6 separate regions of the Mus musculus genome follow, and regions 1, 2, 3, 5 and 6 are each linked to region 4. A link is a contact called in public Hi-C, HiChIP or PLAC-seq and promoter capture Hi-C data. All regions are on one chromosome and are shown on one strand. The core of a region is the stretch at or near the end of the contact, and the rest is flanking DNA. Distances in the headings are between cores, read along the strand shown.

Region 1 (4,725 bases), core at 1,228-3,727, 2.0 Mb before region 4:
CGGTTCTTCTGCAAGGCTTTCTGCTTGCGGCCCAGCACAATGGGTCCCTACAAAGAGGAGAAGTGGGAGTGACAGTGACTGGCTGAGATGGAGGGAGGGGGCCTGAGAAACTCACAGCTGGAAGCACGGGTGGACCAGCTGGAAAAGCCTACCTGGGGTCAAATCAACACATAGAATACAAAAGAAACGAGGCAGTGGTGGCTGTAGGGCATGCCTCTAATCTCACAACTAGGGAGGCAAAGGCAGGTGCATCTCTATGAGTACCAAACAGCCAGGGCTACTTGGGAGAACCTGTCTCAACATAGATGAATAAACCTTAAGCTGGATGTGGTGGTGCACACCTTTAATTCCAGCACTTGGGAGGTAGAGGTGTCAGGCAGATGTCAGTCAGCCAGGGTTGACACAGAACCATGTCTCCACATCTCCAAAACTTCTGAGAAGGCAGAAACTGACATCTCTGCAGAAGCTGACTGGTCAGCTGACCCTCCCTGTTAAGTCCTATGTTCCAGTAAGAGAATGGTTTCCAAAAACAAAGTGGACAGCTCCCAAGAAATGACAGACACTTGATATACATTAACCTCTGGCCTGCTAACACATGCTTGTACCTACACACATATACTACACTTGCAAGAGTGTAGACACACACATGGGGGTGAGACATGGGGGATGGGGAGTGTAATAATGGCCAGTATAGTCTAGCCAGTGAATTCCATACCTATGTAAGATCCCGTCTCTAAGCAAGGTGGACAACTGGAGTAACAGCCCACAAAGTTGTTCTCTGGCCCCACACACGTGCATGTGAACAAGTACGCGCACAAGAACATGTACACAGGCACACATATGAATGTGCATAAACAATGCAAACAGCAACAGGACCGTCAGAAGCTCAAATGTATCCAAGATCCAGTTTCAAAAGGAAACACAAAACTGATACAGAATTGGATACCAACAAGCTTCTTACGGAGTGAGGCACTGCTCTAGTTCTGCCTTACAGAGCAGGTAATACATGAGCTAAGTCTCTCCCGGCCACCACCCAGTACATGCCAGGAGAGACAAAGTCATCCTCCATCCTGGACACCAAGGTACTTGCTCCCAAACCTGGATCGATTTAAAATGCCTCATGCCAATGGCAGACATCAGAAAACTGTTGTCCTGTACAGTGGTAGCCCGGAGGGAAGCGGAGGCAGCAGGAGGGTTCCAGAATGAAACCCTCCTGTTGTGGAGAGAAAAAAAGCCAGAGCAGACTGAGACATCTAGACACATGGTTCACAACCTTCCCAACCCAGATGGTGGTGACCCCAAACCATAAAGTTATTTCCGTTGAGACTTCATAACCATAATTCATTACTGTTATAAATCATAATGTAAATATCTGAAATGAGATCCTAGGGTCCCCAGGGTCTGGAGCCACAGGTGGAGAACTACTGAGGGAAGCCTTCCAGGCAGAGAGCAGAAGTGTGAAGAGAAGCTGGGCACACCTTTAATCCCAGCACTCAGGAGGCAGAGGCAGGCAGATCTGAGTTCGAAGTCTACCGAGGTAGGTCCAGGACAGCCAGGGCTATAGAGAGAAAGCCTGGGGGAGTGGGCTGGGTAGAGATGTGAAAGGCTCTGAGCAGAAAAAGAACACAAGTTTCTAAGACATGAAATGGAATGGTATGTCGGTGTTGCCAGGACAAGGAAGGCTGCTGAGGGTCAAATGGCAGAAAAGACAACAGAGCCTGGCCTGACTCTGAAAGCCACAAAAACTTAGCTGCATGGCTGGAACCACTCAGACCACTGAGACCACTCAGCTACTTGGTAAGGAGACCACCAAGCTGGAAACTGAAGTATGTGAGGGGCACAGGTTTGCAGGTGTGCGGGTGGGACTTGCAAAGACCGGAGTGTGGATGGACAGAGGGATAGAAGCCTTGGACAGACGCCTAAACTGACCAGCAGAGCTCCAAACGACCTCCCAGCAACATCCTTAAAGACTGGAGCCTTAGACATCAGCTTTCTCGGAATCGGACTGCAGAGGGCCTGGGCCATCCTTAGTGTCGTGTGAGGCTGGCTGACGCCGGTGTGAGGCACTGAGAGTTTGGGTTTGGGTCTTTTTCTCTCGCCACTCACCCTGGAGCCACTTTCTCAGGGCTACATCCCCACCGCCTAGCATCACTAGAACCCCCTTGGGAGGCTTGATGGATAGGTGGGAGCATGTGTCCCCGACTGGGCAGGAAGCAAGACTGACTTCGCCTGCGAAGTTCGACTCCGCACAGCTTGGTGACACGGCCTGCATGGGGACACCTGAGCACGCTGAGGAGGGCCTGGGGCCCGCAGCTGGTTCCCGGCCGCTCCCGCCCACGGCCCCTTCTCCCGCCGGCTCCTACCTCCTCCTCCTCGTCTCCGGAGTCCGACTCGGGCTCAACCGGCACCTCGTCATTCTCGCCGATGGTCCGGATGAAGCCGAGCTCCGCCAGCATGCTGAAGAAGCAGCCACTTCCGGACGTAGCGAGTGCGGCGCGCCGACACGACCCGCCTTTTCCGCGACCCGCTCGGCGTCGCGCGCATGTGCTTCACGTCACTTCCGCTCGGGGGCGGCACTTTGAGACTTCGCGGGCCTGCGTGGTTTCCAATAATAAAATCAAATGGGTGGGGCGTTGTTTAGATTAGAAAACTACTTTGTTTTGGGAAAGAAATAGAAGTCTGAGAGTGTGTAAAGGTGAGGGAAAAATTAGAAGTATGTGTACATTTGGGAACTTAACAACAAAATGGTAGTCAGGGCTGCCATCTGGCTCAGCATGGCAAAGGCCACACTACTCCTGAGTGCGATCCCGGTACCTACAAGGGGAAAGAAGAGCTCGGAATCCAGAGTTGTCCTCTGATCTTCACACCCTTTTCAAGTGAACACGCCCCTCTGTATACACAATTATAATAATTAACAGGGGGCTGGATTCCTGGAGGGCTGGTTTAGTGGCTAAGAGCACTGGTTGCTCCTGCAGAAGACCCAGGTTTGATTCCTAGCACCCACAAGGTGGCTCACAGCTGTCTGTAACTCCGTATCTGACCTCTGCGGCCACTGGGAACATCTGGTGCACAGACATGTATGCAGGCATGATGCAGGCACATAAAAGTTTAAATAATAGATAATATTTTAAGGATGGTCGAATTGTAAGTTCTATTTTCTTTTCTTTTTTTTTTTTTAAAGATTTATTTATTATTATATGTAAGTACACTGTAGCTGTCTTCAGACCCACCAGAAGAGGGAGTCAGATCTTGTTACGGATGGTTGTGAGCCACCATGTGGTTGATGGGATTTGAACTCTGGACCTTTTGGTCTGTATCCCTTCTTTTCCACTGCCTCTGGTGAGTAGTAGACTACAAGAGAGGTTAAAGCATTTATGAACCATTATTAAAAGTACGGGTATGGGCTGGTGAGATGGCTCAGTGGGTAAGAGCACCCGACTGTTCTTCCGAAGGTCCAGAGTTCAAATCCCAGCAACCACATGGTGGCTCACAACCATCCGTAACAAAATCTGACTCCCTCTTCTGGAGTGTCTGAAGACAGCGACAGTGTACTTATATATAATAAATAAATAAATAAATAAAATCTTAAAAAAAAAAAAAAAAAAACATTAAAAGTACGGGTACTTGGGAGGCAGAGGCAGGCAGATTTCTGAGTTTGAGACCAGTCTGGTATACAAAGTGAGTTCTGGGACAGCCAGGGCTATATAGAGAAATCCTGTCTCAGAAAAAAAAAAAAAAAAAAAAAGCCAGGCATGGTGACACATGCCTTTAATCCCAGCACTTGGGAGGCAGAGGCAGGCAGATTTCTGAGTTCAAGCCAGCCTGGTCTACAAAGTGAGTTCCAGGACAGCCAGGGCTATACAGAGAAACCCTGTCTCAAAAAACCAAACCAGAGAAAAAAAAGAGAAAGAAAGAAAACAAAACAAAACAAAAAATACGGTCGAGAAAAAAAAATTAAAGCTACAACTGTGTCTGCATGCACACAGCTCTCCACCATGAAGACAATGAACAAAAGCGCTGAAATTGTAAGAACAGCCTAATTAAACGCTTTGTCATGGTGTCCCTTCACAGTAATAAAACAGTGACCAAGGACTCAGCGGTTAAGAGCACCAACTGCTCTTTCAAAAGTCCTAAGTTCAATTCCGAGCAATCATATGGTGGCTCACAACCATGAGTAATGAGATCTGACGCCCTCTTCTGGTGTGTGTGAAGAAAGCAATGGTGTACTCGTAACACAAAATAAATAAATCTTAAAAAAATAAAAAGCTGGGCATTGGTTGCACACGCCTTTAATCCCAGCACTTGGGAGGCAGAGGCAGGTGGATTTCTGAGTTCTAGGCAAGCCTGGTCTACAGAGTGAGTTCCAGCACAGCCAGGGCGATACAGAGAAACCTGTCTCGAAAAAAACAAAAACCAAAAAAAAAAAAAAAAAAAGCACAGGCAAAAAAACAGTGACCAAAAGAAACAAACCCACACTCATTTGAACAAGCATACACACATGTATGTGTCCCACATGTGCATACAAATAACCAAATAAAGGAAAGAAAACACTAAATTGTAATGCCATGGCCCCTGCTTAGACACCACCCTACTCTTAGAACAACAGGGTTTACCTACTCACGCCAACATTCTTTCTCTCATGCTTGCCCCTGAACTCACACAGATGAATCTCATTCTACCCAAAACCTATACATGGTCTGTTCCCTCTGTTTCAAATGCTGTTTC
Region 2 (4,418 bases), core at 1,170-3,669, 2.0 Mb before region 4:
TCCTCTGCCTCTCTTGTGCTGGGATTAAAGGTGTGTGCTGCCATACCAGACTGGGTTTGTTTGTTTTTTTTTTTAGATTTATTTATTTATTTATTTATTATATGTAAGTACTGTAGCTGACTTCAGACACACCAGAAGAGGGCATCAGATCTCATTATGGGTGGTTGTGAGCCACCATGTGGTTGCTGGGATTTGAACTTTGGACCTTCGGAAGAGCAGTCGGGTGCTCTTACCCACTGAGCCATCTCACCAGCCCAGGGTTTGTTTTTATGTAAAGAATACCTTGGACATTAGTTAGGCATAGTGGTACACACCTGTAATCCGAGCTATTGAGAGACTGTGAGGCAGGAGGATCATCTAGAACAGCGGTTCTTAACCTGTGGGTCTCAGTCCCTTTGGGGCCAAACAACCCTTTCACAGGGGTGGGATATCAGATATTTACATCATGGTTCACAACAGTAGCAAAATTACAGTTGTGAAGTAACAACACAAATAATTTTATGGTTGGGGTCACCACAGCATGAGGAACTGTGTTAAAGCACCACTGTGTTAGGAAGGCTGAGAACCACTGCTCCAGAGGCAGAGGCCAGCTTGGGCAGCATAGCAAAACTTTGTGCAAACAAACCAAAATTAAAGAATACAATCTATGCTGGGGGGATGGTGGCACGCACCTTTAGTCCTAGCACTCCGGAGGCAGAGGCAGGAGGATCTCTGTGAGTTTGAAGCCAGTGTGGTATACAGAGGGAGTTCCAGGAGAGCCAGGGCTACACAGTGAAACTGGGGTGGGAGAGTTCATTAATTTAAGCTGGCCGTGTGGTGGTGGCACACACCTTTAATTCCAGCACCCAGGAGGCAGAGGTATTCTGATCTCTCCAAATTTGAGGCCAGCCAGAGCTAAATAGTAAGACCCCATTTCAAACAAAACAAAACCCAAAAAACAAAAAACAAACAAACAAAAAAAACCCCAAACCCACCAAAATTGATTATTTTGTGCGTAAATACGCACATTTTACCCGGTGGGCATCTTCACTGCCCTAACTGCCTATGTGTTGCTTACTTAGCGGAGTTGGCTGGGAACTGGAAGGAACGGCTGGTTCTGGAACTCAGTGTCACTGGGTTTTACAAAAAGCAAACTAAGAAGACTTAATTCAGATAAAGGCGCCCCCCAGTGTCTCTGCAAGTCAGAGGAGGGTCTTTTTAGCTACAGCAGACGTCATCATGAATTCATGCAAAGTCAGCCACAGTGCCTTGGCAAGGAGACTGGGCTGTTAGGCATGCTATTTTTATTTATTTATTTGTTTGTTTGTTTGTGTTTCCAGACACCACCAACTGGCTAGGTTTTTTTTTTTTTCCCCTTTTGGGGTAGGGATGGAACCCGGAGTCTTGGGTATCTAGCTATGATGTTTACCTAGGTGCATCAACCACAGGCACCACTTAAAATAAGCCCAGAGGGGGGCTACAGAGATGGCTCAGCGGTTAAGAGCACTGACTGCTCTTCTAAAGGTCCTGAGTTCAATTCCCAGCAACCACATGGTGGCTCACAACCATCCATAATGAGATCTGATGCCCTCTTCACAATGTACTTACAAATAATAATAAATAAATCTTAAAAAAAAAAAAAGCCCAGAGGATGCCAGCGACTCAGCTCCCACAACCTCCGGTAAGGACCCCATCTAATTCTAAAGACCTGTCTCCCCCGCTACATAAAAGGGTTGCTACATAAAAGGGTTGCTATAGGGCTGGAGAGATAGGTGGCTAACAGTTAAGAACACTTGAAGAGGATCTACCTCACAACTGCCTGAAACTCCTACACCAGGCAGGCAACGCCAGCACTGGACTCCGTGGATGCCTGAACTCAAAACACCAAGGCAAGAAAACCCAAGCTATAAGACTAGTGAAGATGGAGCTGAGCGGTAGAAGTTTGCTTCAATCCCCAGGACTACACTAAACAAGCCCACACCAGCCTCTTGTCCACAGAACCACACTCAGTTTAGAGCTGCGGGAAAGGAACCAGACAGCACTTGTGCTTGTCTGTTTTCGGCTCAGACTTCATTTACTCTGACTTCCCCAGTAAACTCCATAAGGGCAGGGACTTGTGCATTCTCACTGTATTCTCAGCTTTCGGTCTTGCACGCAGCAGCAGGTTAACAAAAGTTAGCGTAGGGAAAAAGGGGTGACTGTAGGAAGGGAACAGAAAGCCTAGAAAAGAAAGGAAGCGAGGCCTGTATTCCCTGCCGAGACCGAGCTCCTGGGAAACTACAACTCCCAACATGCCTCGGACCCAGCGCAGCCGTGCCCGGCCCTTGTGGGCCTTGCGTGCCTAGAGAGCGCATGCGGGACGCGGCGCCCGCTGGGACTTGTGGTTCCTGCCGCGGTGTGTAGGGGGTGGGGCCGGCATGGAGGCGGGCGGGGGCCGGGGGCGGGCGCGGCCCCTCCCCCGTCACTTCCTGCCAGGCTGCGGGCCCCGAGCCGCTCTTCAGCGTTTGCGCTGGCTGTCGTCGCGTCTGTGTGCGCTCCCCCTTCTTCTGAGCCCCGGCCTGGCGGCGCCCGCCTTCGCCTCCGCCACTCCGCCTCTTCCCTCCTCTGGTCGGTCCCTTTTTCCTCGCCGTCTTCACTTGCTTCTTCACCTCCTCGCCGCCGCCCAAGACCGCCGGCCCCGGGACGAGCTCTGGGGAAGCAGCCAGGTAAGGCGGCCGGTCCGGGCCGGGTCGGAGCGGGTCGCGGAAGGACCCACGCAGGCACGGCGTCAGCGGGAGGTGGGCGGCGGGTGGGCTAGGCCTTGCGGGCGCGCGAGCCGCGGCCCAGGCCCGTCTCCGCCTGCGGGGCCTTCCCGGAGGAGGCGGGCCCTCCGCGCCGCTCGTGGGCCCTGTGCCGGAGTTAACGCGGGGGGCGCGGGCGGGCAGGGGCAGCGTCGGTCCGGAGGCCCCCCGGGTTTCGGTGCTATGCACAGTGTCGCGGCCAGTGCCGAGCCGCGGGATGAGGTGCCAATTCCCGGCTCGGCCCCCTTCGTCAGTCACTTCGTATTCTTTGTGTCTCTGTTATGAGGGGGAGAAGGAGGGGGAATAGTATTAATCCTGTCCCAACCCGGTCCCTGCCTCTTCAGGCTGTGAAGTTGTGCAGTGAAATGGGGCGTGTAAAGTGCTTATCAGTGTGCCAGACCCACGTCGTGTCCCAATAAGCCGTTTGCATAATTTATTAAGATGATATGAAGGTATAATTTAGGGTGCAGACGGAACATAAGTTGACCTTCCTTTCCACTAGGGTTTTCTCCGAGGCAGAAGAATCCCGCGTGCCCACTGGCAGTGCCTGAGCATTGTGCTCGCTTGGCACCAGAGAGGGGCGGGCGCTTAATGGGGACACTGTAGCAGACAGGGTATGGATGTAAAGCCATCATCATGTCTGTGAAACCAGCTGTAGGGACTTCACCGGCTCCCCTAGGCTCCGCACCCTGTCCCATGTCTCCCTGCCACCATCCAGAACCTTATTGCCATTCCTTTTTATGAGAAAGTTGCTGGCATAAGCTTCTCTTGGGTTTAGCAGACCTTTTTGGAGCCTTCTTGTGTGTCAGGCTCTGGAGGTGGAGTATGCAAAGATTCGAAAACCGTGGTTTCCTGGTTCGCATCTGTAGCTCTTAACTTTCTTTAGCTGAGGCCCTCCCTAGTTATCAGTTTCTCTTAAGCTCTGGCCTCACCTCCCTACTTATGGGCGAAGCTTTTATTTTGTTCCGTTTTGCGTTTTGCCCATTGTATTGTATGCCTTTTTTAAGGTCACTGTTTTCAATTGCTTGTAGCTGTAATAATTCTGTTTGCTTGCTTGCTTGCTTGCTTGCTTGAGACGTGGTTTCTCGGCACAGTCCTGGCTCTCCTGGAAGAAGAAGCTTGTGCTGTAGACCAGGCTGAGTAGCGGTAATTCTTGAGAATTGGAAGTGTTGGAAGAGATTTAAACTGGGATTTTGATCTTTCAGGGATTTGTACTTACCAAATGTAAATTACATCACTACTTGTTGAAGCAAAAACTAAAAATACATTTGGGGAGTGTGGAGGAAGAAGTCTTGGCCATTCTAGTGAACTTTTAGGAGACTGTCTTTATTCTGACTCAGCCTTGATTTTCTTTAGTAAGATTAAGTAACTTTTTTTTAATTTATTTTTTATTTTTTTATTTTTTGTTTTTTCCAGACAGGGTTTCTCTGTATAGCCCTGGCTGTCCTGGAACTCACTCTGTAGACCAGGCTGGCCTCAAACTCAGAAATCCGCCTGCCTCTGCCTCCCAAGTGCTGGGATTAAACGTGCGTGCTACCATTTTATTTTTGAGCATTATATCAGCAGCAGCTGTTGTGGAAGTCAGAGCACAACTTGTGAGATTCAGTAGGTTGCCAGGTTCCTTGCTGAAAGACTTGACATACAGAGCCATCTCAATAC
Region 3 (4,515 bases), core at 655-3,154, 1.7 Mb before region 4:
TGGAAGTGCTCGGTCATTCTTTCTGACAGTCAGTTCTTGTTTGGAGGGTGGGACCCATGTGTAAATGTGAGGCTAACCTCCAGCCTTGGTCACAGGCTGAGAAGGGGACTAGTGTTTACTTAGCACTACCTAACCCAGCTAGCTGTGTTGCGTGTGTCAGAGGTTCTCTGGCTACCTTAGAAGGCACCGACGGCTCACAACTGTGGACGGGGTGCTCCTGGGACATCCCGGGTACTGTGTGCTGCTATGCTCTTACAATGGAGAACTAACCTGACCCTAGATGTCACTAATCCTGGGTTTGTTCCCTCAGACTCTCATCTTACAGATTAAAAAAAAAAAAATGGAGCTTCAGAAAGGTGAAGTGTCTTGGCCAAGGTCACCCAGGCAGCTGGATTTGGCTGGCTCGTGACTGCTACCAGCTAGCGAGTAATGATTTCAAGACAGGGCCCACTGAAACCCAAAAAGGTGCTGGATCTAAGGACAGAAGCAGTGTTATGTCTGGAAAGCTCAGAAACAAGAAGATAATGATTCTTTGGAAACACTCACTCCATGACCAATACCTGATGGGCTCACCCTTTTACATCCATTTACCTAGGATACCTTGCCCACATCAAATGTCACGGTGCCCTAGGCCCCAAAGGAACAGGGCCAGGGGTAGCAGGAGCTACCACAGTCTCTCCTCTATCCTTGTGCAAAAGACTGTTTTACTTCAAGGCCCCAGAGAACTATTCTAGGCATCTTGAAGGGAAGTAAATAGAGGACAGTGCTCCTGCCCCAGAAATGATGACACTCCACAGAGGCTATTTTGTGAAACAGGGACTGACTCCATAGGAGATAATAGATCTGAGGCGGGGCAGGTAGGGATTGAACAAGCAGTTCAGAGGCCCGGTCAAGAGGGCAGTTGACAAAGGCAGGAATAATTAAGAACGAAGATAAGACTTTCTAGGGTGTTAAAATCACTTTCCAGGGACTATGGCTCAGCCGTATGCTGGTCCCTAAGAGTTAGGTGTTACTGTTCTTCCCCTTGTACTGTGAGGCAAACGGAGGAGCTTTAGGTGGGATGGGGGTGCTGACCAAGGTCATCAATGAGGGGCTGAACCCCAGAGGCTGACTCGGGTCCCAATGCCTCTCGAGGGTAAAGGGGGGTTAGCACGTTAACTGAACGTTTGAAAGATCAAGGTCACACAGAACAGCCTGTCGGCTGGCAGCAAAATTCCCATTTTGGCTTTATCTCTGGTGGGTACGAGGGCGGCTTCCTGCAACGGTCTCGTCCAAGTGGGCACCTTTGCTTAGGGATGGGGAGCGCTGGGACAGTAGGCGCAGAGCTCCGACGGAAAGAGAAACAGAAGTAAGGACAAAGATGCAGCTAGAGTTCTTCCAAGGTCACCGTAAGCCGAGGGCATGAGCGGCCGTGTTGGTGGGGGCGTCGAGCTGCTCTTCCGGGCGTCAGGAGATGCGCGTGGTGGTCGCTGATCCGGCTCCAGCAGATCACCCACGGGGCACTCCTTACGGGTGGATGGCGCGAGCTGCTCTTGCAGAACTGCTGAATGGGTCTTGGCCTACAGACTCAGCAGAACCACGACCTGACTGGGGTCTGGGGCGACGCATTTCCAGCCCCAAACTCTGACTGTGCGGCGCGCGCACGAACCGGCTCTTGGCCGACGCTCCCTGGAAGCCGGGAGGGGGCTCCGCCCAATCCCCGCCCAATCCCACCAGACTCCGCCCCAGCTCAGTCCATTCTCCATTAGTCCCCGCCCAGTTTCCGCATGAGGTGCCGCCCCACCCCGTCCATTTTCTACAAAGATCCCCGCCCACTAGCAGATTGACCCCGCCTCCTTCCCCGCCCATCGCTCAGCCCTCTCTACCAAGGCCCCGCCCATACACCATGACCCCGCCCAGGTCCCGCCCCCGCTCCGCCTGCCCCGGGCCCGCTGAGCGGCGCCTGTCCGGGATGCGGAGCCCGGACGCCTAAGCCGCGGCGCGACCTCGGCGCGGGAAGTTCGGGCGCCGCGCGGCTATGGAGGCACCCGGCAGCGGTGGTGGTGACGGCGGCGGGGACCCAGGCGGGGACGGTGCGCATCCCGATGCTCGCGGCCCCGTCTCCGGGCCGTGCGCGGCCGCCCGCGACTCGGAGCGCCAGCTGCGCCTCCGTCTGTGCGTACTCAACGAGATCCTGGGCACCGAGCGCGACTACGTGGGCACCTTGCGTTTCCTGCAGTCGGTGAGCTCCCGCCACCTGTGGCCGGCCGGCCCGCGTTGCGCTTTTGTCTGTGGCTCCCCGCCTTGTGCATAGTTTGAAATGGTTACATCCGCGCGGCCGCTGCCCGGGGCCGCCCCGCTGGGGGGCCAGTGTAGGGAGAAGCCCGGGTAGGGGCTCCTTAGCTGCACCGGGGACCCTGGGCTCCGTAGCCTTGCCCCAGCTCGAATTGCACAGTCAAAGCCTTAGACTGCAAAACAGCGTCCGAGTGCGTCTGTGTACCACGCACCTTACACTGGTATCAGCAGACTGTGCCGTTACCGGGCTCATCAGTAGGTTATATTTTCTGATCCTTAAGATCAGGGAAGAGTTCGGCTCCAGAGAGGTTGAGTCCCTTGCTCTGGATAGTTCTGCAGGCTACGTCGTAGGGTTGGATGCAGGGCGGTGACCCAGGGCAGCCCTGCGGGGGCTTTAAACTCCGGTACGTAGTTGCCCTGGTGTCTCTAGTGAGAATGAGGAAGGGGCCACTTCCCTACCCTCCTAGGAAGTGAGAAAACTGGAGGGGGTGGGAAGGGCTGGTCTTAGAGACCTGAGGGCTTTAATCTCCGTGCCTCCTGCTGGGGCCGCTTTAACTCCCTTCTTGGGTTGGAGGAAGTCTTAACCCTGCTTCAGGAAGGCGTGCGTTTGTGTGTGTGTGTGTGTGTGTTTCAAGAGACCCCCAATCACACTGGAGTTCTCTCCATCTGGGAAAAAGAAACACTCAATGGCTTAAGGATGCAGGGGAGTCTGTGTGAGGTCGGGGGGGGGGGTTCCCACTGAGGGAGGAGGGAGTACGAAGTTGGGGGGGGGGAAGACGCTGTGTGGAGGCATTGAAAGCCCTTTGGCCCAAGGATCCTTCTGGAAAGGCCTGTGAGAATAAGACAGGGTTGGCTTTCTTTCCCATCTCTTCCTCTCTCACAGTTGAGAAGGGGGTGGGGGAGAGAGAGAGAGAGAGAGAGAGAGAGAGAGAGAGAGAGAGAGAGAGAGAGAATCGGGTAGGGCTTGAAGCTGGCAGTTTCTAAATGAAAGAGGCAGCCACTCTGGCATTGCTGAGCAATGACAGATTCTAGGGAACTCCTCACTTCCCCCTCGCAGTGACTGAGCTGCTCAGCCTTAAAAAGAAACAGGAAATCTAAACTAGTTTTTATATTAATGGGGGAAAAAAAACAAAACCCACTCCCCCATGTGTGCCCCTGGCTGTTGTGCTAGGTTGACTGCGGTTTTAAATCGTCCCTACGGAGACGGGGCCGCTAGGATAATGGAAATTGATTAGAGTCCACATTCTTAGAATTAAAGAAACCAGGGGGGGAAAAGTTTTCTCTGACTTTCATGTCATCCCAGGACACCTGTCGTTTGTGGACAGCCATTGTTGTGTGACTGGGGCATTCTGAGATGAGCCAGACAGACATTATTGTGTCTTGGGACACCGTTGCTTCCTGTGTTGACCTCGGTTTCCCCACGTGTACAAGAGCAGGGGACCCCAGGCTGCTTTTCTGCCTTGCCCTTACTTGGGTCCCCAAGCCAGTGCCAGAAGTGGAGGACTGATTGTGTAACCTGAGTAGTGTGTCTTGCCCTGTGAGCCCTGGAGGCCACCTCTGGCCACTAGGGAATGGCCCTCAGGCAACCCGAGGGAGGCCACTTAGTCCTGGAAGCTTGGCCGGGAGCTGCATGCTCTTCTGACCACCCGGGCTTTTCTGCATGCAGTAGGGCACAGAAGAGCGGGCAGCTCTTCTGGGATTCTCCCCACCCCAACTTGTCAGCTTTTGTACACCCTGGCTGGAGGGGGTTCCCTGGGCTCCTGGCTGTCTGGGAGGAGCCAGTGTAGTTTTACAGTGGCAAAATGGGTTCTTTAAAAAGTCCAGAGCTTGAGCTGGTGGGAAGGATGAGAGCTTTCGAGGCACTTGCCTCTAAACCTGAGAACCTGAGTTTGATCCCTAAGGCCACACCATAGCATACGTGCACCCCTGAAAATAAATAAACAAATAACAAATGAACAAACAACCAGACAGATAAATAATATAATACAAGGTCCAGAGCTCCAAATTCAGAGCCAGACTGTGTGGTGTGAGGCCTTTGGCTCTGTGATTTAAGGCAAGCTGGCTTGACATCTTTGGGCCTTTATTCCCTTATAAAGTGGGAGAGGAGACTAGAGGTTGTCCTGTTGGTTTTATAGGATTGTGTAACTTATCTTGAATACTCTAAGCAGTGCCTGCAGGCAGTCAGCTATGTAAATATCAACTGGGGTTATTCCTTATGTGATAATTAATCTTACAGGTGAG
Region 4 (4,660 bases), core at 1,264-3,763:
TGTGATCTCCTTTCACCTCCTGAGAGCCAGGAGTATAGGCTTGCAAGACCACACCAGTTTCTGCAGTACTAGAGACGCATTGCCACACTTCCTGCACGGTAAGCAAGCATTCTGCCAACTGCCCCACGCTCCAGTCCATACCTTCATTTAACAACTGTGGTGGCTTGAAAGAAAACGGCCCCCTTGGGTTCATACAAAGTGGCACTGTTAGGAGGTGTGTCCCTTTCTCCTCCTGCTTGCCTACCCAATCCACATTAGAACTCTCAGCGACCCCTTCAGCACTATGTCTGCCTATGTGCTGTCATGCTTCCTGCCATGATGAGAATGGACCAAACCTCTGAAATGTAAGCCAGCCCCAATGAAATGTTTTTTAGTAAGAATTGCTGTGGTCATGATGTCTGTTCACAGCAACAGAAACCATAATGGAGACAATAAACTAGTTGACATGATTCCTAATTTTTTAAATTGAGAATGTATTTTAAGTATTTATTTTTATTTTCTGTGTATGAGAATATTGCCTAAATATTATGTCAGTGTACCACGTTCATAGGCAATGTTTGCATAGGCAAGAAGCCTGCAAAGGATAGTCTGAAACTGAAGTTAAAGACAGTTGTGAGCTAACAGCCTAGGTTCTCTGCAGGAACAGCAACTGCTCCTAACTGCTGGGCCATCTCTGCAGCCCATACCTTAGGACCTATTTTACAGAAAAAAGGGTAAGTGTCTGTGGATTTTTTTTTTTTTCCGAGATGGGGTTTCTCTGTGTAGCTCTGGCTGTCCTGGAACTCACTCTGTCGACCAGGCTGGCTTCGAACTCAGAAATCCACCTGCCTCTGCCTCCTGAGTGCTGGGATTAAAGGCGTGCGCCACCACTGCCCGGCAATCTCATACATTCTTATAATCATTTTTTACAACCGTTTCGCCTGTGTGTAAAGTTAGTTTCTAGTTACAGCCCAAGAATGACTTCTTCCCACCAGCACGCATCTCAGTGTGCAGCTACACACTCTAGTGCAATTTCTTCTTAGTTTGAGCTCTATCTTTCTGCTAGCCTCTACTCTCCAAGAGGACAGAAGGTGCTAAGATGTGCTAAGATGGTGCCTAGCACGTAGATACATATCAAGTCACAGTGTCTTTTAAGCAATTATTTTATAATTAAAAAGTTTTGAGGCAGGGTCTCCCTTGCTGGCCTGCAATTCCTTATTTATAGGCTGGCCTTGACTGCACAGTGGTCTGTCTGCCTGCTTCTGTCTCCCGAGTGTTGTTATTAAATATGTATAGTGATACCGGGCGTCGTGGCACACGCCTTTAATCCCAGCACTTGGGAGGCAGAGGCAGGCGAATTTCTGAGTTCGAGGCCAGCCTGGTCTACAGAGTGAGTTCCCAAGGCTACACAGAGAAACCCTGTCTCGAAATACAAACAAATATATATATATATATACAGTGACATACCAGATGGCTTTTGTGTTTTAATGCGTGCGTGTGTGTGTGTGTGTGTGTGTGTCTGTGTCTGTGTGTGTGTGTGTGTGTGTGTACATGGGGTTGAACTCAGGTCATCAGACTAGGCAGCACACACTTTTGTCCCCAGAATCACCTTACCAGCCACGCTTTGAGGTCTTTGTAGCAAATGTACAAGAAACAGTGAGTCAACTAGCAGAATGAATATAGGATCCGATGTTTAAAGAAACTGGGCTTCTCACAGTGTTCAAATCCCACAGTCACCAGTTTAGTTGGCCTGTATTGTTCAGGAGGAAGACGAGGCCCTACGGCATTTGAGGCACGAGGCGATTCATGTAGCCGGAGCTTTGATTCATGGAGAGCATTTACAACTGTAAATTCCAGTCCCTGTGACAAACTCTAGATTAAAAGGGGGGAGGGGGGACCCACACCTTTTTTACATGCTTCGTGGTCGACAGTAACGTTGAAGTCAATTTTTGACCTTGAATATTTCTCAAAGAAATATCTCAAGAAAAAAACCGTAATATATCTCCAGGAGCCTCTTGGCTCCTAGAGACAGCTAGGCAACTAATAGGATCCACAATGTATTTAAATGCAAATTTAAACCCAGCTTTTTCTTCACCTCTCTGCTCTCTTTGTTCCTTGTGATCAGGTTTGGGCACTGCACATTTTCCATCTACAAATGCTTGGCCTTTCGGGGCTTTAAGTTTTACAGGGATGAAAGTACTGGGGGACTTGTTCTTGTTACACAGTTATGGATGAGGAAAGGGGATCTGGAAAAGGGAAAAGCCAGACAGCAGTCCTGCGCGGGGCGCAGGCGTGGAGCGGGTCCTCCACTGAGACCCCGTTACTAGGCAACCGCTGGCGTTCTCAACCGCCGCCCCAGAACCACCGCCTCGCCCCCGTCGCCAAGGAGATGGACGCCTCAGCTCAGCCCTGCCGTAAACCCGCAGGCTCTTTACGACACTGCCGCGGCCGCCGCTGCGTGCGCGCCCTCTGCCCCTACCTCCACACTCCGCCCCGGCCGCCATTGCCTCGTGCCCGCGCTAGTCGGTTGGTGGCGCCTTTGTCCTACGGCGGGCAGGTGGGCAGAGGCCGAGGCGGCAGCGGCGGGCCTGAGGCGGAGGAGCGGCGGGGAGGCGGCCACGCCGGTAGCGGTGAGTGCCGGGGAGCGGTGGCCGTCCGCCGAGGCGTAGTACTGATGGGCAGGCGGTTGGGGGGGCGACGGGGACGCTGAGGCGGGAGGGCCCGTTCGACGCGCGGCCTGCTCTCCGGGCACGCGCGAGGCTGCGCATGCCCCGGAGCGGGGCGCGGCTGCCTCCGGCTCCGGTCCGGTCCGGTCCGGTCCGGCCCAGACCCGAGTCTGGCGGACCCAAGTAGGCGAGCGAGCGACTGACCGTGCGCTGAGGTGGGCACCGCGGCCCGTTTCGGTCGCAAGCTGCTGAGGCTTCTTTGTAGGATCGAGCACGCCCTGCACTCGAGAGTCTGTGAAGTCGCTCGCCCGGGGCTTTGGTGGGCGAGGGGAGCTCTTGTGAGTCAGTGGCACTGGAGGGCTTCGAACCCGGGTCCAGGATACCGGTCTCGGCGGCGGTGTCCAGGCGCCAAGCAGCCTAGGGAGCGCTGTCGCCCTGGGCGTATTCTCGAGATGTCAACTTGTGTGACAGCTCGCCCATTCTATGGACGTGGACCCTAGGCCCGGAGAACCGGGCGAGAGAAATTGTGCCGGAGGTTCGTACGGACACGGCGCCGGAACCTACTGGCTTCCCAGGGCCCTTCCCGCACCCCGGTAGCGGGTCAGGGGCTTTGCTTAGGACCACGTCTCCCCAGCTTCCGTCCCTCGCGCTGCACCTTTACAAGTCCGCCTACATCTGTACTAGATACCAAATGTTAAATGTTTTTCTTTAAACTGACTCTGACCCTCCCTCCTTAAATGCATTTGTTTAAGGCGGAAATTTTGAACCCCAAACGGTATAATGGAAAGCCAGTTATTTCTCTAACGCTCATAAAAAAAATAAATACCTGTCTATTAAAATAAACACTTGTGTCCTTGTTCCTCCTGAAGTTGTGCGCTCCAGGCTTTGGGAACCGCTGCCCTTGGAGTACGGGGTTAATTGTCATGTTATGTCTTTCACTGTATATGGAATTTTTCCCCCTGCGGCATTCCAGCTCCCATTGCAATGTCCCGGGGTGTCCCGGGATCTTCAGGGTGATGATAAATATTCTGAGCTTTCTCATTGTAAAAGGTTGTCCTTTAGAAGCGCTAATCTCAGGAGCTGCAAGAACCATCCCTCAGATGTACTGGGTGTGTTTCCTCGCTTTCTTACAGTATTGTGGTGTGGTAGCCACCTTGAAAGTTCATGAAAGGATGCTTCTGCAAACCCTGATGTGGCTTTTGACCACAGAACACTTAAACTTGTATCTGTCTGAGTGTGAAAAAGCAACTTTGTATCAACATTTTGGAACAAGGCTCTAGTTTTGCCTTGTGGGGATTGGAGACCACTTGACTGATGGTTAGCGTGCATGCCTGCCTTCCTTTTGGTTTGTCTCTTCCATTTAGCTCGTCTTTCCTCTTTCATATATTTTTTGAGCCCCTAGACATGCATTAGTCTCTACCGAAACATAGGAGACTGCTTCTCCTTGTATAATGTGCTAGCAAAACAACCACATTGCAAGACTAAATGGAAGGTATTTTTCTAGATATCAGCAGTTTCATGTCCCATTAGCTATCTGATCATAAATTCAGTTTTTAAAAAGTGTGAGAGCAGATTTACTTTATTTTCTGAAAGGAAATTCAGAAAAGCCAACTTGGACCATTCCAGATACCCCAGCACCAAGGGCTGTATGACAAGAAGTCTGTATTTTGGGGGGCTGACCTCAGGTTGAGCACAGAATAGAACTAAACATAAGATCATCCATTGGTCCCAAACTTCTCAGGAGCAATAATGTACAAAGAAGCAAGGGAAATTTGATTTGACTTGGAAGTCCCATTTCCGAACATCAGCAAGTGGAGCCTCATCTACCAGTGCCCCAAGCTAAATAAACAATGCTTTGCTCTGAAACTTTATTGTAAATAACTATTCCAGGCATTCCATGCCTGCGGCCTGCAGATGGCAGTGCCTTTAAAAGCTTCCTGCACTGTGAGAACTGAATTCACCTGTGCATTTAAGAATGGAAAACCTTTTACAAAAAGGAAACCTTTGGAATGTGC
Region 5 (4,498 bases), core at 1,707-4,206, 1.8 Mb before region 4:
ATTTTTATTTTTAAGGTTTATTTATTCATTTAATATATACGAGTACACTGTAGCCGTCTTCAGACACACCAGAAGGCGGCTTCAGATCCCATTACAGATAGTTGTGAGTCACCATGTAGTTGCTGAAAATTGAACTCAGGACCTCTGGAAGAGCAGTCAGTGCTCTTAACCGCTGAGCCATCTCTCAGCCCAAGTTTTAATTTCTTGTTCAGAAATTTTAGCATCAAATATCACATTGCTGGGGTCTGCTTAAATTGTCCTGCGAGCCATACTGGGCCATAACACTGAGACATTATTAGATGGTTCTTTTTTTTTCCCCTCGGATTATATTTTTTGTGTAAAAGTTCAGATTTATTTTTTCCAATTTAGGCTGTAGAAATGCACGTTTGAATTATATATTTATACACACGTGTTCTCATGTGTGAACATGCATACTTACTGCATACACACATGTGTAAGAAATGGCCCTGACAGGAGGTAACTTCACTCTAGGTTATGTGAAATTGGAGGGATGGCTTGTTATCAGTGGTTAGGGAGTTCACACCCAGGGCTGGCTTAAAGGAGCTATCATTTAAGATAGGAGCTATGTGCTTAGTTAGGTGAAAAGACTTTATTTCTGAACAGTTAAAATACTGCAGAGTACCTGTGCCCCCCTTATCCTGTATCTCAAGGCCTTTTCTTGGGTCTCAGTAACCTCATTTAAGAAGAGGAATGTATGGGGCTGGAAGGGTAGCTCAGTGGGTAAAGTGCTCACAGTGGAAGTGTGAGGACCAGCGTTCGGCTCCCCAGAACCCATTTTTAAATACAAATAAGCCACTCGTGTGTGGTGGCTCCCTATAGCGCAAGTTCTTGGGAGGCTGAGACAGGGGGTTCTTGAGCAAGCTGGCTAGCTAGCTAGCAGAATTGGTGAGCTTTAGTTCAGGGAAAGACACTGTCTTGCATAAGTGGAGAGCAATCAAAGACAGCCAGCCCGGCAGTGGTGGCACATGGCTTTAATCCCAGCACTTGGGAAGCAGAGGCAGGTGGATTTCTGAGTTCAAGGCCAGCCTGGTCTACAGAGTGAGTTCCAGGACAGCCAGGATTACACAGAGAAACCCTGTTTCGAAAAACAAAAACCAAAAAATAAAATAAAATAAAAATAAATTAAGAAGTTAAAACGTGAAGCCCTATGGCAAGAATGGAGTCTAGGAGGGTTCAGCCTGAGGCTCATGCCTCCCTCACAGCTGCTTTTCCAATGCTTACCCTACATTCCTGATAGAACAAAACCCAACTCTTGGCCCTGGTTTTCAAAACAGAAAAGCTTTAACATTTAGGTCTCAGTAAATCCCTTCCACAGACCCTGAATTTCACAAGATTAGCTGCTCAGGATTACACAGGCCTCAAGCAACCCCCAAGATCAACAACAGTTTCTGACCCTTAGGGACTCTCAAATGCTTCCCACATATTTGAGGCCTGAATCTTATTCACCGGGAAGTGCAAAGCTCACAAATCCATTCCAAGGTCTCAAGTGGACGTTCTCCTGCACCCATGGAGAAGAGTGACTAACAGAAACTCAGCCCTTCTGTTTACTCAACCTTTTAGGACAACAGGCCTTTTAACCAAATCCCATGGATTGCACAGGGCGATGAATTCACAGGGAGACAGCTCTGGTCAAATGTCCTGACGCTCTCCGTCCACAACTTTTTTCCTCTTGAACCTCCACACAGTCGACATTTCTTACCTTTCAGACCTGGGCTCAAATGTCACACTTTCAGACAAGACTACTTTCCTGACCATCCAACCTAAAGCAGACCTCAGGTCCTCTGTATCACTTAAGTCTTTTTTCTGACAGCAGTACTTATTAGTACTGTTTTGTCTGCTCTATCAGAACCTAAGAAGATCCACAGGGACAAAGGATTCCATTTCTCCTTCATAGACATCTCCTCAGTACCTGCTACACAGGCTCTCGAGAAGTAACTAAAGATAGGAGACTGATGTTGGTGTCAACTACCGAGCTTTTACCTAGTTAGGAGCTAGAGACTTCTGTCTTTCCACAATCCATGGATCCATTCAACCAGCAAATATTTACTGAGCAACTACTGTGTGCGAAGCACTGTCATAAATGCACAGGACACCGCATTGAAGCAATCAGACAAGTATCTTTGCTCTACAGAACCTTTATTTTAGGGACCCGCCCTAAAATGAGTAGAAGTCGTACACGCTGTCCAATGCCTGAAATATAGATCATCTTACATCCCTTCCAGGCGAAGCGCCCTGGGAACCCCAATGTTCTCCAGTGAGACATTTCCCAAACAAGCCTCCGGGGTTCCTCGGCACCAACCGGGCAGCTCTCTGACCTGCTCTGATCGCTCCCGTGGGAGAGCCCCCAACCAGCATAGTGGCGCTGAAGGAAAAACTTAAGATCGAGAGCTACTGCTTCAGAGGACTTGGAGATGGTGAGGGGAGGAACCAGGAAACGGGACAAGGAGTCGTGGCAAGGGCCCCAGGCAGGGAAGCTGGAAAACCAGCCGTGGCTGTCACCAACTTGCTAGGTGACCTTGGGCCAGTCTCGGCCGCCCCAACACCAGCTCCCACGGGGACAGCGAGCGGAAGAGGACGGGAGGGTGGGATTCGGGCTGGGAGGAGTGGAGGGCAGCAGGCCCGGAGGGTAACGGCCGGCGTGGGGAAGCCGGCGCGGGCCAGGCCGGGGTGGCTCACTCACCGAGCGCCACCTGGCAGGCCCTACGCAGCTGGGAGTGCTGGGGCCGCTTCACCTCCTTGTCAGCTAGGATCTTCTCCAGGGCCCGGGACACGAACATGCTCTTGGTCTGGCTTTCCTGCATGGCCCCGGCCTGCGGGGGCCGGCGACCCCGCGAGCCGGCGGTGCGAGCGAGCAGGAGAGCGAGGCTGAGGGCCCGGCGACCCGGCCGGCACCGGCCGCGTCCGTGCGCGCCGCCCTGTCAGGAAGAGACGCCCCGGCCCCACGGCGCCGCCAAGTTGCAGCGCGTCACGTGACCACGTGACTGGCGGTGTCGCTGCGTCTGCTGAGCGTCGGTCGACCCTGTGACCCCAAGGGTGGGGGGCCGGCCGGGAGGCGGAGCCAGAGTGGGGTGGAGTTCTGTGGGTGGGGCGGGTGGGCGGGGCAGTAGACCTGTGGTGGGGCGTGGTCTGTTCGGTTGGGGCGGGGCCTACGCGAGTGGTGCTGGTCCGGGCGTGTCTAAGTAGTATAACCGGGCCAGGTAGGGGAGTGATGGTCAATGACTATGAAGGGGAAGAAAATGCAGGTCAAAGCCTATAGACATGGGCAGCCCTGAAGGAAAGATGCAAGTGATCGGAGGTAGGAAGAGACTAAGAGCATGCGCTAGATATGCTGAGAAAAGCGAAAGAGGGAGTAAAGGGGAAAGAAAAAAATCGTAAAAAGAATTAGTGAGGGCTGGTGAGATAGCTCAGTGTTTAAGAGCACCGACTGCTCTTCCAAAGGTCCTGAGTTCAAATCCCAGCAACCACATGGTGGCTCACAACCACCCGTAATGAAATCTGATGCCTTCTTCTGGAGTGTCTGAAGACAGCTACAGTGTACACATAATAAATAAATAAATAAATAAATAAATAAATAAATCTTTAAAAAAAAGAATTAGTGAGAGTAATAATAGTCGAGAGAAGAGAGATGGGCAAAAGGAAGTGAATGGAATGAGAGAGGTGACAGAGAGTAGGGAAGGTCAGATGCCGGATCCAGGAAGGGCAGAGAAATCAGGGATGGAAAGGAGGCTCAGGGAAGTTAAGAACCAGGACTGAGGATGAAGCCAGAAGGGAAGAGAGAAGAGAGAGGAGGGGAGGGGAAAGAAGGGTAGGCTGGAAGGTATATTCACGGTGTCTATCTCTTCCAGATTTGTATCTCTGACAGCAAACCACACCAGCCCTGGACACAGTCCTGCTGCCACAGGAGAGAGAGCTCCTGGCGGGCCAGTTTGTAAGAAGTAATCCTTCTGTCGCTAGAGTTTTACTTGTTTGTTTTGTTTGTTGTTGTTGTTTTGATACAATCCTGATGTGTATCGCCGGCTGTCCTTGACCTTGAACTCAATGTCCTCTCTGGGATGAGGGACTGAGTTGCATATTTTACATACCAAAGCTGACCTGGCCTCCAGGTTCTCCCAGCATCCCTCAGTCCCTACCTGGCATCCCCTGCTCCCAACCCTGAACTTTCCAGCACAAGGGTTGGGCTGCCCTTCTCCTTCCTTTTCACTCAGAGGCAGAGGCTCTTCCAGACATTTTGGCTTCTCTCTCTCTCTCTCTCTCTCTCTCTCTCTCTCTTTCTCTCTCTCTCTGCAAGCACTCTTCCTCTCTTCCCATGGCGACTTGCCTTGCCTCCTTCCTCAGGACCAGTGAACTCAACTGAGAGCAGCTTCGCAGCTTCCCAGGAAACCTACATTTAATATAATCTTACCTCTCTTGAATTGGCTCAATTCACCGGCAGGGAAATAACTTATCACCCTCCTGAGCTGGGATTGTAGGAGGAAGC
Region 6 (4,502 bases), core at 1,694-4,193, 1.0 Mb after region 4:
AACCGAGGCTTGCAGCGCTTACAGGAAGTGTAGCACACACCAAGTACTACCAGTGGTGAGTAGTGTGATCACGGGCTAGTACCTGAGGATAGCCCGCTAGCTAATGACTAGTCACACGGGTAGCTTCTGTATGTTTCTATGCTACAGGCACATATGCTATACCTAATCAGAGTGTGAACTCATGTATGTGAACAGTAAGAAACAAGATAAAGGCGGATCAATGGATGTAAGTTACAGTTACAAAGGAGCTGCCAGTTCAGTCGTGCTATGCACTTCACCCTGATTATACATAACATTGTTCTGTATTTCTTAGCTGGCTAGAAGAATCGACTTTATTTTCACCATAAAAAAAGACCAAGTCTGAGATAGGCTATTTAAGCATTCCACAATACATACATATACTTAAACGTCACACAGGGGTATATCCATTCGTGTTCAATTTGTTTATTAACCTTATTTGTATTAAGAATATCTGTATCCCAGAAGTTTAATTCCATTTTCTGCCAGCACACATCAAAAGCTGTATTACTAGCCCAGCACGGAGGTGCACACCTGTAAGTTCAGCATCCAAGAGGCAGAAGGGAGAAGACTGGGGCAGTGAGTCTGAGCCTAGGCTGGGCTACACAACAAAAGAGGTGGGAAGAGGGAAACAGTTGTCATTTGTTGAGTCCAGATGAGAGTTACTAGATATTCTCCATGGAACATTCATATCATCTGTCATAGCAAGTGTAAAAAATAAGACTGCACCTTATCAGAAAGGGAGAAAGAAAACACTGAAGTCAGGGATTTAAATACAACAAAACCAAAAGCTTGTACTTAACACAGTTTACAGAAGGTCTCAGACAACGGTGAGACAGGGAGGCTCAGAAGCTGAGATGAATTAACTCCTGAAGGAAGATCACAGCCAGAAAACAATCGAGGGAAGAACTGAATCAAAGTCACCTAACCAGAGCTGTTTTTGGATCCACAGCCAAATGGGGAAAATGCACTTTTTGCAGCAGCCCAAATCTCTGGGGACTCTGCCTAGGGACCGAGCATCAAGGGAGTGTGCTCGGCCTGGTTTCCACACAGGCTGCCTCCCTGATCCAGACAGCTCCAGCTCTAAAATGGCTTCAATATAACCCAAGCACTGCATGATGGGAAATGGAAGATAACAGGGTAGGAGCCATACTCCAGGGGCTGACAGTCCACAAATACTTGCCACCGATGAAAGAGAATATTCAGTCTGTAAGTAGGTGTGAGGTTTAGGCCAAATCACCTCATTTCTTATAAAGACTTCATCTGTAAGATGGGTGAATGGTTTCTTATAGTTAGAAGGCAGAGGCTAAGAAAATAATTTAGCATTTAGTACTGAATTTCCAGCCTTTCATTTCTAAGGTCATGCTTAAAATTCTAACTTGGGTGGGGATGAAAAAAACAAACAAACAAACAAAACAAACAAACAAACAAACCAGTATCTGCCGGCTATATAATGCTAAGGACATAGATCTTAAAATAAAATAAAAAAATTTTAAAAAGACTCGGGCAACCCAAAGAAATGGATTGCACTGGAGGCAGTCAAGAGAAATCCACCAAGATCCCAGTAATATTCGTATAAATTTCCAGCAGCTAGATGTGAGATGCTGAGTAAGCACGTGTTCAGTCCCATAAACTGTGTGTCTGTATGGTTTCACAGGAACACCTGAGATACAGTGAGAAATGTAATTTTCATATTCTCTTAAGCGCTACACCTTTCTGCACCGGCTCCCGGGATTTTAGAGATTTGTAACATCTTGCCAGATTCCACCTCCCACACCAGGCAAGTAAAATCAAGAGTCCAGTGCTATCTAGTCTCACCAGAGAAAATGTACTGAAGGCAAGGACATGAGCCATGCATTTTTACAGAGGTTGGCAAATTCTCACCAACGCTGCCACCTTTGGAATCCTCGATGCACGCATGTTCTCCATTTGCAACAGACCCAGATGCGCTCATCTTGCAAAAAAGGGTCCACATCTTGCCTACTCCTTCCTCAAACACTGAGGTTACTAGACAAATTTCAAACAATATATAACATATACACACACACACACACACACACATATATATATATATATGCCACAAAAAAGTGTATGGATGAATTTGGGGCATGGACACACGAGATTCTGGCAGTAAAAGACGACAAATATCAAGAGAAAAGACTCAATTCTCAGCCTGATCTTCCCCCACCCCATTGGGAATCCGGTTTGAGTCAGTGAAAGGTTCAGATAAATCCATTTCTTAATTCAAACCTCAACCCTGCTGTCAGGGAATCTCGGGTCCAGCTGGGTTTCCCACACCAGCGATGATGAAACAGCTTTACTGCAAAGTGGGAGAGGGATTCGCCCCAGCTGTCGCCAAGGTTAAACCCTTACTCATCCAGGGGAGTGCGGCAGGGGCGTCGCGGCTCGGGAACTCGCCCGCCTTCGACTAACATTTCAATTTTTGAAAGCCACAAAGAATGAGAGAGGTTGACAGGCCCAGAAGGATGGCTCGGGGCCCGAAGGGAGCAGGCAGGGGCGGCGCCGAGCAGAGATGGTGCCGGAGGGGGGGAGCCTGCGGCCCAGCGGTCCCCAGCCGCGCAGGCCTGGCCGCACCCCGTACGGCGCGCCGAGAGAGAAGCCCGGGCTTCCCGCGGAGGCGCAGGCCTGGCCGGAAGCGGGGAGGGGCGGCAGTAAGCCTGGCGGCGACAGTGAGCCTGGCCGCAGCCCGACAAGGGGCTTTGGGCTGGGGCCCCTGGGAGCCACGCCGCACTCACCGCGGAGGACTGGAGGGAGCAAAGGCGCTTCCGGGAAGATCAGAGGGCAGCGACTGCGTCCTTCCCGGGCTCACTCCTCAGGCGGGGCTGGCGGCAGCGGCGGTGGCAGCGACCGTAGGGGCAGTGGCGGCGGTGGCGGCGGCGGCTACCCGGCTCCGGAATCGGCGGCGGCGGTGGCGGCGGCGGCAGCTGCACTTCCGCTCTGGCCACCACTTCCGCTCTAGCCCAAGTCCCGCCCCACCCTGAGTCGATTCCTCATTGGGTGAATGAGGCACGGGGTTGCTCCGTCCTCCTGAAAAGGGCGGTGATAGCCAGGAGGAGGGGATGTCAGGGAGGACCAAGAGGGAGCGGTCGTGGGAGGACGCAGAGCCTGGGTGGGAGCGAGGAGGGGGCGGACGCAGGGAAAGGAAGTGGGGCGGGGGAGCAGGAAAAGGAGGAAGAAGAGAGGGCGGGGCCGAGGTGGCCGCCCCAGGGCTGGGATGTGTGAGAACAGGGCGGGCTCCGGGAGGGCAGGGTTCGGAAGCTTGGAGCGGTCTTGGTTGAGCCTAGGATCGTCTGTTCCTACCCAACCCTGAAAATAATTCTCACGGGGTCGGAGAGCCTAGCAGTGCTTTTAGCTGTGCGTTAAGGGAATGCTTGTAACTAAAGGAGAACAGACAGCCCTCCATTTTCAGTTAGTTCACCTTTCAGTCCTAAAAGGTACTTACTGTTCTTTTCCTAGACCAAGGACGCTTCATGAAGTACCAGGAACAGAACATTTCCAAGGTCTTAATAAAAACAGAAAAACAAAACAAAAAAACCAGTGTACATCAGTTCTTCGTTGAGATTCCCTGGTCCCCAAGTATCCTTCAAAGGGAAATCGTCAGAGACAGAACCCTGGGATCCCCAAACGGCTTTCAGTGTTACCTAAATTTTATTACTACTTCACTCAAGCCTGTTGACCCTTAAGTCTAGCCCTTCAAAATACCTCCACCACCACGCCTTCGTTCATTTCCCACAAATTCCGTGTGGCAATTTTCAGAGTGCTGGGGAGTACAGCAAGACTTGCGTCTTGAAGCTTACAGTTTTTAGAGAAAGAACAAAGTAATAGGCCTTTGTCATTTCTCCTTTTACCCTCACTTAGCTTAATGACAGACTTCAAATTCACCGCTTGACTCTCCAGCCCTGCCCCCATCAAGTACCAAATGATCTTTTCAATGTCATTCTGTGTCCGCTGCTTTGAAACCCATCGCTGATGGCTCCGACTTAATAGTTCCCTGGGCGAGACAATCAGAGCTCTGTCCTTACCCATTATCAGCACCCCAGTTCATTTATATAACTCCCCATCCTCCCAATGTACTGTTCCAGAATGAATAAACACTTTGAGTTAGCTGCTGTCTTAGCTAGGGTTTCTATTGCTGTGATGCTGGGGAGGAAAGGGTTTATTTGACTTACACGGCCAAATTATTCATTACCAAAGAAGTCAGGACAAGAACTCAAACAGGGCAGGAACCTGGAGGTAGGAACGGATGCAGAGGCCATGGAGGAGAGATGCTGCCTTGCTCAGCCTGCTTTCTTATAGAACTCAGAACCATACAAATCAGATTTCTATGGACAGAAAACTGCTGTCTACATTTCTATATGGTAGCTGGGACTATGGAGTGGCTGTCTACTTCAGATTGGGTGTGTATACACAGACTTTCTAGGGTATAAAGGTCATTTTCAAGTCTTTTGTACAGACATTTGTTC

The links. Promoter capture Hi-C pulls out the DNA fragments that hold promoters and counts their contacts. A called contact is a pair of places that touch in the nucleus more often than the background predicts. HiChIP or PLAC-seq counts read pairs in DNA pulled down with a chosen protein or histone mark.
Region 1: a contact with region 4 is called in a Hi-C map of B cells, with 5 read pairs. The contact joins the promoter of Ddx27 here to the promoter of Ncoa5 in region 4. A contact is called at or near these places in 2 of 39 promoter capture datasets (hippocampal neurons and liver) and 1 of 484 Hi-C or Micro-C datasets (B cells).
Region 2: a contact with region 4 is called in a promoter capture Hi-C map of liver, with 4 times the contacts expected there. The contact joins the promoter of Stau1 here to the promoter of Ncoa5 in region 4. A contact is called at or near these places in 2 of 39 promoter capture datasets (hippocampal neurons and liver).
Region 3: a contact with region 4 is called in a promoter capture Hi-C map of liver, with 5 times the contacts expected there. The contact joins the promoter of Prex1 here to the promoter of Ncoa5 in region 4. A contact is called at or near these places in 4 of 39 promoter capture datasets (the 3T3-L1 cell line, hippocampal neurons and liver).
Region 5: a FOXA1 HiChIP or PLAC-seq map of pancreatic cancer cells shows a contact between it and region 4. The contact joins the promoter of Arfgef2 here to the promoter of Ncoa5 in region 4. A contact is called at or near these places in 3 of 39 promoter capture datasets (the 3T3-L1 cell line and liver) and 1 of 115 datasets of contacts at active chromatin or transcription factors (pancreatic cancer cells).
Region 6: a promoter capture Hi-C map of pre-B cells shows a contact between it and region 4, with 5 times the contacts expected there. The contact joins the promoter of Ywhab here to the promoter of Ncoa5 in region 4. A contact is called at or near these places in 2 of 39 promoter capture datasets (liver and pre-B cells).

What each region holds. Positions count from the first base shown.
Region 1 is chr2:167,013,065-167,017,789 of GRCm38.p6, reverse strand. Ddx27 (DEAD box helicase 27) reads right to left here and starts at 2,477. Exons shown (of 21, transcript NM_153065.3): 1 at 2,364-2,477; 2 at 1-47. The coding sequence starts at 2,456.
Region 2 is chr2:166,994,300-166,998,717 of GRCm38.p6, reverse strand. Stau1 (staufen double-stranded RNA binding protein 1) reads left to right here and starts at 2,419. Exons shown (of 12, transcript NM_001109906.2): 1 at 2,419-2,684.
Region 3 is chr2:166,711,221-166,715,735 of GRCm38.p6, reverse strand. It overlaps Prex1 (phosphatidylinositol-3,4,5-trisphosphate-dependent Rac exchange factor 1), which reads left to right and starts at 1,904. Exons shown (of 40, transcript NM_177782.3): 1 at 1,904-2,221. The coding sequence starts at 2,018. Gm46777 (a long non-coding RNA gene) reads right to left here and starts at 1,907. Exons shown (of 3, transcript XR_001783555.2): 1 at 1-1,907.
Region 4 is chr2:165,032,632-165,037,291 of GRCm38.p6, reverse strand. Ncoa5 (nuclear receptor coactivator 5) reads left to right here and starts at 2,513. Exons shown (of 8, transcript NM_144892.1): 1 at 2,513-2,609.
Region 5 is chr2:166,804,039-166,808,536 of GRCm38.p6, reverse strand. Arfgef2 (ADP-ribosylation factor guanine nucleotide-exchange factor 2 (brefeldin A-inhibited)) reads right to left here and starts at 2,956. Exons shown (of 39, transcript NM_001085495.2): 1 at 2,702-2,956. The coding sequence starts at 2,822.
Region 6 is chr2:163,993,638-163,998,139 of GRCm38.p6, reverse strand. Ywhab (tyrosine 3-monooxygenase/tryptophan 5-monooxygenase activation protein, beta polypeptide) reads right to left here and starts at 2,943. Exons shown (of 6, transcript NM_018753.6): 1 at 2,775-2,943.